Linked DNA regions of Ovis aries: region 2 is linked to region 1. Evidence: chromatin contacts called from public Hi-C data. All regions are on one chromosome and are shown on one strand. The core of a region is the stretch at or near the end of the contact, and the rest is flanking DNA. Distances in the headings are between cores, read along the strand shown.

Region 1 (5,358 bases), core at 835-3,334:
CTCTATAGGTTATCACCCTTTTCCCCAGCTGCCTTTAAAATTCATTCTTGGTCATTGACTTTTTTTTGTTGTTGTTTTGTTTTGTTTTTTTATTTTTTTATTTTTTTAATTTTTATTTTATTATTTTTTTTTTTAAATTTTAAAATCTTTAATTCTTACATATAATTTGTCTTGGAGAAGGTCTTTTTGCATTGAGGTAACTAGTTGTTCTTTTAGCTTCATGAACTTATATATCCTGTTCTTTCTCTAGGTTTGGCAAGTCCTCAGTGATTATTTCTTTAAATAAATTCTCTGCACCCTTCTCCCTCTCATCTCTGAGTACCTATTATCCTAATACTGCCCTAAAAGAGTTGGATCATTCCCGTAGAATTTCCTTACTTATTAAGATCTCGGTTCTCTTTCCTCTTCTACCTGTATCATTTTTAGATTTCTATCTTTGAGCTTGCCAATTCTCTCTTCCGTATCATCTGCTCTGTTTCCAAAACTTTTTAATGCATTTTTCATCTTGTTGAGTTCTTCAACTCCAGAATTTCTGTTGGTTCTGTTTTAGTTTCAATCACTTTGGTAAAGTAGTTCTTCTGTTCATTAATTTCATTCCTGCACTCACTGAACTGCCTTCCTGAGTTTTCTTGTAGTTTGTTAAGTTTCTTCATGACAGCTATTTTGAATTCTCAGATAGATTACAACATTCTGTGACCTTAAGTTTGGTTTCTGGAAGATCATCATTTTCTTTTTTGTGATACACTCTTACTATAGTTCTTCATGATGCTTGATGAGTTGTTTCTCTGCCAGCACATTTGAAATAGTGAATACCTTTTTTTTTTTTTTGCCACACTGCACAGTTTGTGGAATTTTAGTTCTCCAACCCAGGCCTCAGCAGTAAAAGCATGCTTCAGTCGTGTCCCACTCTCTGCGACCCTATGGACCATAGCCCTCCAGGCTCCTCTGTCCATGGGATTCTCCAGGCAAGAATACTGGAGTTTGTTGCCATTTCCTACTCCAGGGGGATCTTCCTGACCCAGGGTTCAAACCTGTATCTCTTACGTTTTTTTTGTTGTTGTTGAAATTTTGACAGCTTTATTCCCCTCACTTCTACATATTTTGTGGTTTGTATAAAAAGATTTATTGTGTTTTTTCCTTATGATTGAAAATTGACAGACATAAAGCCTAGTGATGCCAAAAGGATGTGATGTACATGTGACAGGCTACTGTTTGTGCCTGTCTGCATGAAATGCCACTCATTTTAAAGAACGTTTTCCTTTCTTTCTTAACAGGAAGAGAAAATGATGTGTTTTTCCTGCTAGACCACAGTGAACTGACTTTTTGTTGTTGTTGTTGTTGTTTTAATTAATGAATTTAATTGGACGCTAATTACTTTACAATATTGTAGTGGTTTTTGCCATACATTCACATGAATCAGCCATGGGTGTACATGTGTTCCCCATCCTGAACCTCCTACCCACCTCCTTCCCCATCCCATCCCTCAGGGTCCTCCCAGTGCACGGGCCCTGAGCGCCCTGTCTTATGCATCAAACCTGGGCTGGTGATCTATTTCACATATGATAATATACATGTTACAATGCTATTCTCTCAAATCTTCCCACCCTAACCTCCCACAGAGTCCAAAAGTCTGTTCTTTACATCTGCATCTCTTTTGCTGTCTCACATTATAGGGTCATCATTATCATCTTTCTAAGTGTTTCTTGCATTGGCAGGCAGGTTCTTCACCAGTAGCGGTAAAGATTTTTTTTTTTAACATTGCTGCTGCTGCTGCTGCTGTTAAGTTGCTTCAGTTGTGTCCGACTCTGTGAGACCCCATAGAAGGCAGCCCACCAGGCTCCTCTGTCCATGGGATTTTCCAGGCAAGAACACTGGAGTGGGTTGCCATTTCCTTCTCCAATGCATGTAAGTGAGAAGTGAAAGTGAAGTCGGTCAGTTATGTCCGACTCTTAGCGACCCCATGAACTGTAGCCCACTGGGCTCCTCCGTCCATGGGATTTTCCAGGCAAGAACACTGGAGTGGGGTGCCATTAGAGGCCTTTCTTTTGTTTTCCAGTAGGTGGTGCTACAGCACAAGTTCTGTCTTTCTCTTAGCTGCGCTGCCTCTTGATAATCGAGAGTCAACACTTCCCACAGTCCACCACCTCTGTCAGAAGTGTGCCCTCCTCATCGCTGCTTGTATCTCCAGAGTCGTTGGTGCCCCGCTGCTCCTGGCGTCATTGGCTTTACCACCTGGGGTACCAGGGTGGTGGTGCTTCTCCTGGGTCCAGGGTCTCTTGGCTCTGCTGTCTTGATTGATAACTATGGTGTGTGTTTGTGTGTCTAGGGCAATACTGCCCAGTAGAATTTTCTGCAATAATAAAATGCTCTATATCTGTACTGTTCAATAAAGCAGTCACATGTGACAGCTGAACACTTGAAGGGTGGCTGGTGCTACTGGGGAAATGAATTTTTTTATTTTATTAAAGTTTCATTAATTTACATTTAAATAGACACACTGGCTATGGCTACCATACTGGAGAGCATGGGGCTTTAGAACAGGTATCAAAATGTTGTCATTTAGTTCTTCTGGCAGTTTCTTGGATTCATTTTCTTGAACATATCTCAAGATGGAACTTTTTTTACCCTAAATTCTGAGAACAAATAGGATTGCAGTGAAATGCTACTGTAGTCAAATGAATGAAAGCTGAACAAGGGCAGACCTTTCCCCAAAAAAGAGTCAAGTATCTACAGGGAAGGAAAATCTGGTCTAACACCAGGTACATTTTACACCTGGAAGCTCTACTGTGTTTCACAGCTAATGTTCATCTAGTGAACTGATTGATTTTCCTGTTAGGATGTAGTGCAAACACAATCTGAATGTTTTTTGAAGCTGAAGCCTACCAGAGCTAATAAAAAGGACACCATTTGTATTTCAATGATCCTGATGGGTTATGATAAATGGCTGCATAACACATTCCAAATATAATTTATATAGCACAGTGCTTCCCAGTTTTCTTTCTTGTCAAGCAGCTATTTTACCTTCTATTAAATTATCCTAATACAGTTTCATTTTTATAACATTACTCTGTCTCTGAACACTTGCATCTTCTCTCTCACAATATCACCTTCTCTCTATGTATTGCAATTTGGGTTCCATACCTACTTTGTGTCCACATTTTTAGAATAGTATTCTCAAGAATATCCTCAACAGGGGACTTCCTTGGTGGTCCAGGGGCTAAGAATCTGCACTCCCAATGCAGAGGGCCTGGGTTCGATCCCTGGTCAGGGAACTAGATTCCACGAACCGCAACTAAACTCAATACCCAACACGCCACCATGAAGATTCCATGTGCTGCAAATAAGATGGTGCAACCAAATAAATAAATAATAAAATAAATATTAGAAAATAATATTCTTATGCCATTTTCTAATGCTAATTGGGTTCCACAAACTTTTCCTTTCTTTTTCATACAATTCACTTTATGACTCAATTGTAGTCAAATTCAATTCAACAGACTCCTTCCCCATCAACTAATGAGCAACATAAGAATCCTTCTGGGTGCTGGGCCAACATTTAAGCTATAAAAAGGAAGAGTAGCCCATGGAGAAGGCCAGAGGAAAGATCAGAAAATGATAGAAGATACCAAGAAAGTTATCAGTGGTTCCTCCTGTGAAAGAGACGCCCTATAAACTAAGCACTGAGAATGTTCTCCACGAGGACATCATCTATAACCTTGGTTAGAACATTTCCAGACAGCACAGAGTTGAGAAGTTAATAGAAGATGGTGAAGCTGCCATCACAGTTCAGTTCAGCTCAGTCACTCAGTCGTGTCCGACTCTTTGCAACCCCATGAATCGCAGCACGCCAGGCCTCCCTGTCCATCACCAACTCCTGGAGTTCACTCAGACTCACGTCCATCCAGTCAGTGATGCCATCCAGTCATCTCATCCTCTTTCATCCCCTTCTCCTCCTGCCCCCAATTCCTCCCAGCATCAGAATCTTTTCCAATGAGTCAACTCTTCGCATGAGGTGGCCAAAGTACTGGAGTTTCAGCTTTAGCATTGTTCCTTCCAAAGAAATCCCAGGGATGAGCTCCTTCAGAATGGACTGGCTGGATCTCGTTGCAGTCCAAGGGACTCTCAAGAGTCTTCTCCAACACCACAGTTCAAAAGCATCAATTCTTCGGTGCTCAGCCTTCTTCACAGTCCAACTCTCACCTCCATACATGACCACAGGAAAAACCATAGCCTTGACTAGACGGACCTTAGTCAGCAAAGTAATGTCTCTGCTTTTGAATATACTATCTAGGTTGGTCATAACTTTTCTTCCAAGGAGTAAGCGTCTTTTAATTTCATGGCTGCAGTCACCATCTGCAGTGATTTTGGAGCCCAAAAAAATAAAGTCTGACACTGTTTCCACTGTTTCCCCATCTATTTCCCATGAAATGATGGGACCGGATGCCATGATCTTCGTTTTCTGAATGTTGAGCTTTAAGCCAACTTTTTCACTCTCCTCTTTCACTTTCATCAAGAGGCTTTTTAGTTCCTCTTCACTTTCTGCCATAAGGGTGGTGTCATCTGCATATCTGAAGTGATTGATATTTCTCCCGGCAATCTTGATTCCAGCTTGTGCTTCTTCCAGTCCAGCGTTTCTCATGATGTACTCAGCATATAAGTTAAATAAGCAGGGTGACAATATACAGCCTTGACGTATTCCTTTTCCTATTTGGAACCAGTCTGTTGTTCCACGTCCAGTTCTAACTGTTGCTTCCTGGCCTGCATACAGGTTTCTCAAGAGGCAGGTCAGGTGGTCTGGTATTCCCATCTCTTTCAGAATTTTCCACAGTTTTTTTGTGATCCACACAGTCAAAGGCTTTGTCATAGTCAATAAAGCAGAAAGAGGTGTTTTTCTGGAACTCTCTTGCTTTTTCCATGATCCAGAGGATGTTGGTAATTTGATCTCTGGTTCCTCTGCTTTTTCTAAAACTAGCTTGAACATCAGGAAGTTCACAGTTCACATATTGCTGAAGCCTGGCTTGGAGAATTTTCAGCATTACTTTACTAGTGTGTGAGGTTAGTGCAATTGTGTGGTAGTTTGAGCATTCTTTGGCATTGCCTTTCTTTGGGATTGGAATGAAAACTGACCTTTTCCAGTCCTGTGGCCACTGCTGAGTTTTCCAAACTTGCTGGCATATTGAGTGCAGCACTTTCACAGCATCATCTTTCAGGATTTGAAACAGCTTAGCTGGAATTCTATCACCTCCTCTAGCTTTGTTTGTAGTGATGCTTTCTAAGGCCCACTTGACTTCACATTCCAGGATGTCTGGCTCTAGATGAGTGATCACACCATCATGATTATCTGGGTCGTGAAAATCT
Region 2 (4,917 bases), core at 874-3,373, 130 kb after region 1:
ACTCATTTAAGTTTATGAAGGCGAAGAGCCAGCTATTAGGCTGAGGGGCTCCAAAATATCAAAATGTGGAGGTCCTTGTATTTGTGAAAAGGCATCACAAATACACTCCCTGCCTTCATTCTTCCTGTAAAATTGATTCCGTTTAGTCAGAGAACTGTCTCAAGGTATTTGGCTCTGGAACCATGTGTAAGCATAGGGAAGTGGGTGTTCACTATTTCATGTACCTAATTTTGTGCTCTGTGCTCCTGCTATTATCCATAGACCTACCTCTTCTCGTTCCAAATCTGAATGTCCTTTCTCATACTGTCCTGGATTCTGCAGCCTCTGCCCTGTTCTTTAATGCCACTCACCTACCTGCTTTCCACATTCACATTTGTTAGTTGAAATCTCCCGCCAACGACTCACTTCACTTCTTCATTGTGGAGGCTCATACCTGTGCAGTTGCTTTGTCAGCAACTTCAGTTGCATCCAGAAGTGAGTGGAAGGCAGGTTATGCATGGGATCTGTCCATCATTTTGAACTAGAAGTCCTTTCTCAGCTCCAGTGACACTAGGCCTCCTAATGTCTCTTCTTTATTCTTTGGGGGTCTCTTTCTCCAGCCACCACTTACATCTCCTGTTTTCCATCAGGATTCTGTGCTCAACCCACTCATCTTCTCAAGCCTGTATCTGGGTGAACACATTTGCTAGCACCACTTCCCTGCTAATGGCTCCAAAAATCCGTACGTCCTGCCCAGACTTTGCCCAGCTCCCACCAACACTTTCCAGCTTTGGATTCATTAGAGTCGATTGCCTACTGGATAATATCACCTGGATTTCAAATCCTTGTACCTCATTGTTCAAAATTCAACATGTTGTTCTCTTAAAAGTGCGCTTTCTTGTTTTCTGTCTGATCATTGGCAATGTTAGCACCTCCGCCCCCTCTCCCCAACCCACCAGTGACTCCAGCTAGAAGCAGAGCTTTTCACCTTTTCCCTGTTCCCTCATCCCCAGATCTAATCAAACCACCAAGACCTTTCCATTTTATAGTCCAAACATTTCTCAAAGCCTGCCTGATTCTTCCACGTGCTTGACTCTAGTTTGAAAGATCATGAAAGACCTTCTCTCCTCCACTGCGAGGAATTCGATCTTGATACTGCACCTTAGCTGGGCAGTCCTCAACTTGACAAGCTGCAAAGTCATGTTTCTGAGTCTCTGTTGGCAAAATAAGAGATCCTTTGACCTGTGTTTGCCTTCTCAGTTCACAGTGGATGTCATTGTTTTGTCACGATGGTGTGGGAAAGAGAAATAAATCCAAACACCAGTCTTCTGATCATTTTGTCATTTGTGATAAAGTTGCCTCTACTGGCATTAGCATATTTATCAGGAGAAAAAATGTAATGCCAGATACTGAAAAAGGATGCCAATGAAGTGTTAAAACCATGTCCAACCTTAGTAACTTCCCGTCACACTACTTTGTGCCTTTTTTTTAAAATTATTTCATAAATATCTCTTTTTTTCTCACAACAGTAACACAGGAGACCGAGGCTTAGCAAGGTTAAGGTCACATGATTAGTAAGTGCTGAGCTGAGACTCAAAGCCATCTCTGCTTGTCTCCTAACCCTGGGCACCTTTGACTAGTCAACAGATCCTGTGTCAGGAGTTGGGATTCTTGAAAGGTAAGGGCCTTGGCCACTGAATTAAGATACTCTTGCTCAGTGGCAGGCCTTGTTTTACACATTTTATGTACATTGACTCAGTGAATCTTCACCACAGTCCCTTGAGGGACGGTCTATTATCTCCATTTTATAGATGAGGAAACTGAGGCACGGAATGGTAGCCAGGATCACACAGCTAGACCATGGATTTGAGCCCAGCAATCTCATTCTGTCTGTGCTCTCTGTCACTCTGCCCCCACCTCCCCACTCTGCTCCCCCAGCTCCGGATACACTTCCTATTTTCCTTCCTTCAATTTCTGTGGCACTCAGATGTCCTCTCCCCACCTCAGCCTGTGATGTCAACTTCAGTAGGCTTTTCTCCTTGACTTCTCAGACCCCTGCCTTATAGACAGCTGCCTCTTTCAGGGACACAAGGGGTTGGTACCGATGCTCTGTGCTGGCTGGGGCGTCCCTGCTAGTTGTTCCGTATCTGTTTCAGATTCGGAGCCGGGTTGACGTCATCAGACACGTGGTGAAGAATGGCCTGCTCTGGGACGACCTGTATATAGGATTCCAAACCCGGCTCCAGCGGGATCCTGACATATACCATCATCTGTAAGTCTGAAAATGCCTGCCATGCCCTAGGCAACGGCAGAGGATGCTGTGGGTGTATAAGCAGTCAGTGGCTGACTCTGCCCCCAAATTTTGATGGGTGTGTGCAATTCCACCATCAGCACTTTCTTTGTTAATCTGTTGAAAAGCGAATTTCGTTAGAAAAATAACATTTTAAAGAGTCGTTTCTACATTCATGCAAATATGTTTCAGTGTCTTTTGAAAGTCTCTTTCTTGGTACAGGAAAGGGAAGGGCGTTTTAAGAGAGAAAAAACGTGCCTGGCCGAGACAGGAACAAGGAGGGGTTGTTTATGTGCAACGACTTGATCATTGAAGACAATCATTTCCCATCTCACATTTTTGTCAGTGCCCAGCTCTGAGCATGACTTTGGTGAGCTAGTTAGTTAAGGAGAATGGCCCTCTGAATCTCTACCTGCTTACACTTTAAAACCATGCAAGTTTCTCATTGCAAAACTGTTTATGTCTTTGAGACTATCATTGGACTAGCTGAGTTAAGGGTTAGGAAGGCCCACTTGCTATCTTCATATTTACAATATAAACAGCAAGAGGGAGAATACTTTCCTATCATTACCACTGACCTTCTGAAAAGTTCAGGAATTTAATCTTAAACAAGCAAAGCCTACTATCTCATTTCTGCCTTGAGCTCAAAAGCACAGGCATGTCTTGAATTTTCTTTTTTATTTCTTTTTGAATGCTTTGAAATGATTTTTAAAACATTTAAAGAATGTAGAAGTATATAAAATAAAAAGAAATAAACCTACCCCACCCACACTTCCCTGAAAACTGTATCTGTTTTCTGCTGTTCCCTCCACCCACTCTCCCAGGTAACACTTTGTGTATCATCCCAGGCCTATTTCTGAGTGCATCAGCACTTCATTAACTTCATTTGTTCTCAATAAAACGTCCCACATAGTTGGGGACGGGAGGTTATTGTTGCTGTTGTTCTTCAACGTCATCCTAGTACATATGTAATTTGCATTGTTACTCATTAATTTATCTTTGGGGTCCCTAGTGTTGGGACACATAGATCAACCTCAAATATTTTACCTGCTAAAAAACATTCCAAGTTTTGCTCATTTTCAGCAGCACTTATACTTCTTGTTCTGGAAAGAAAGGAAATGTAGCAACTTTGGGGGAGACTTGAAGGTTACTTTTCTTTAAAAAAAATAATGCCATCTTGAGTTGGGAAGATGCCCTAGAGAAGGGAAGGGCTACCCACTCCAGTATTCTGGCCTGGAGAACTCCATGGACTATACAGTCCATGGGGTCGCAAAGAGTCGGACACGACTGAGAGTCTTTCACTTTCACTTGGAAGTTTCTGGGATACTGATGCTGAAGACTATTTTGGTGTATTGTTTTGATAACACAGGTCATAAATGTAAGAGAAGTGTAAGTGTAAGAGAATTCCATAATAAATCTTAGAAAGCAGTCACAGCCCAATTTATCTTTGTTGTTCTCAAAATGGCATTTATGAGTTTATTAAATTTTTTTTCTGGTCATAAAACCAATACATATCTACTGCAGGAAATTTTTTTTTCATGTTTAATTAAAAAAAAAACCTTCTAAAACAAAATACCATTTAAACAACAAATGACCTCACCATCCAGAGAGGCAATTTGTATTTTGGTATCTAGTTCCTTTTGGAAAAGGAAATGGCAAACCACTCCAGTATTCTTGCCTGGAAAATTCCATGGACAGAGGAGCCTGGCAGGCTATGGTCCATGGGGTCACAAACAGTCAGACACGACTGAACGACTAACACACACACATCTAGTTAATCTTTCGTCACAGGCACTTTTTTTTTTTTAATAAAAATGGGACAGTACTATATATACTTTTGTATCTACGTGTTTACTGAGCAGTCTCTGATGCACCCTGTAAGTTTCTAACTTTTCATTATTTGAAATGACGTTTTGGCAAATAAACTTGTTGATGTGTCGTGCATACGTTCATAGCGGTTTCTTAGGATAAATTCCTAGGAGTGGAGCTGCTAGTATCCAACACACGTGCAGCGTGTAGACTTCTGATGCATCTGCCAGATTGTTCTGAGGAAGGCAGCTCACCTTCTCAGAAATATTGTACCAGCCTGCTTACCTGCACCCTCTCCAATGCTAGGTCCTAATGCTTTTGTGTATAGAATACAAATCTATATTTTACATATGCTAATTCCTTAAAGCAAGGCCTATCACAGACAAATAAAAATAAGACACAGTTGTCACGTTTTAAGGGACTGCATTCAACTTACTGGAAATGTGAAAATACACAAATATCTAAAACGGCACAAGAATTGCTGTCTCAGGGAGAGCAGAGTACCAGGTACCAGACAGATCTTGGCAAAACAACGGGCATGGACGTTCCCCAAACATATTTTTCTGCTTTATCCCTTTTACAGGTTTTGGAACCATTTTCAAATAAAACTCCCCCTAACACCGCCCAACTGGAAGTCATTCCTAATATACTGTGGGGAGAGAGGACCTGAGATCTCCCAGGTAAAGCAGCTTGTGGATCTGGGAGACACATTTATATCCATCCCATCACATTTGTTTTTGGCATTTGAAGGTTGGGGGATATATTTAATAAGCTGAAATGGAGGGAGAGATGATAGAATAATCCAGACGGAAGGAGTGAGTGAAGTTAAAAGGTTGGAA

Evidence for each region. A called contact is a pair of places that touch in the nucleus more often than the background predicts.
Region 2: a contact with region 1 is called in a Hi-C map of liver, with 5 times the contacts expected there. The contact joins two enhancer-like sites. A contact is called at or near these places in 2 of 16 Hi-C or Micro-C datasets (liver and tail adipose tissue).

What each region holds. Positions count from the first base shown.
Region 1 is chr20:31,621,062-31,626,419 of ARS-UI_Ramb_v3.0, forward strand. All of the region lies in intron 2 of LOC101106806 (cytidine monophosphate-N-acetylneuraminic acid hydroxylase), which reads left to right. Among named protein-coding and RNA genes, the nearest start is that of CARMIL1, 56 kb to the left of the region's middle. Within about 2 kb of position 2,085, at least 1 of the 54 cell types and tissues checked has an H3K27ac peak or open chromatin away from gene starts, as enhancers often do. A contact at or near this core is called in liver, where this site is marked.
Region 2 is chr20:31,750,193-31,755,109 of ARS-UI_Ramb_v3.0, forward strand. It overlaps LOC101106806 (cytidine monophosphate-N-acetylneuraminic acid hydroxylase), which reads left to right. Exons shown (of 15, transcript XM_060403435.1): 14 at 2,136-2,251; 15 at 4,662-4,917. The coding sequence ends at 4,854. Among named protein-coding and RNA genes, the nearest start is that of RIPOR2, 40 kb to the right of the region's middle. Within about 2 kb of position 2,124, at least 8 of the 54 cell types and tissues checked have an H3K27ac peak or open chromatin away from gene starts, as enhancers often do. A contact at or near this core is called in liver, where this site is marked.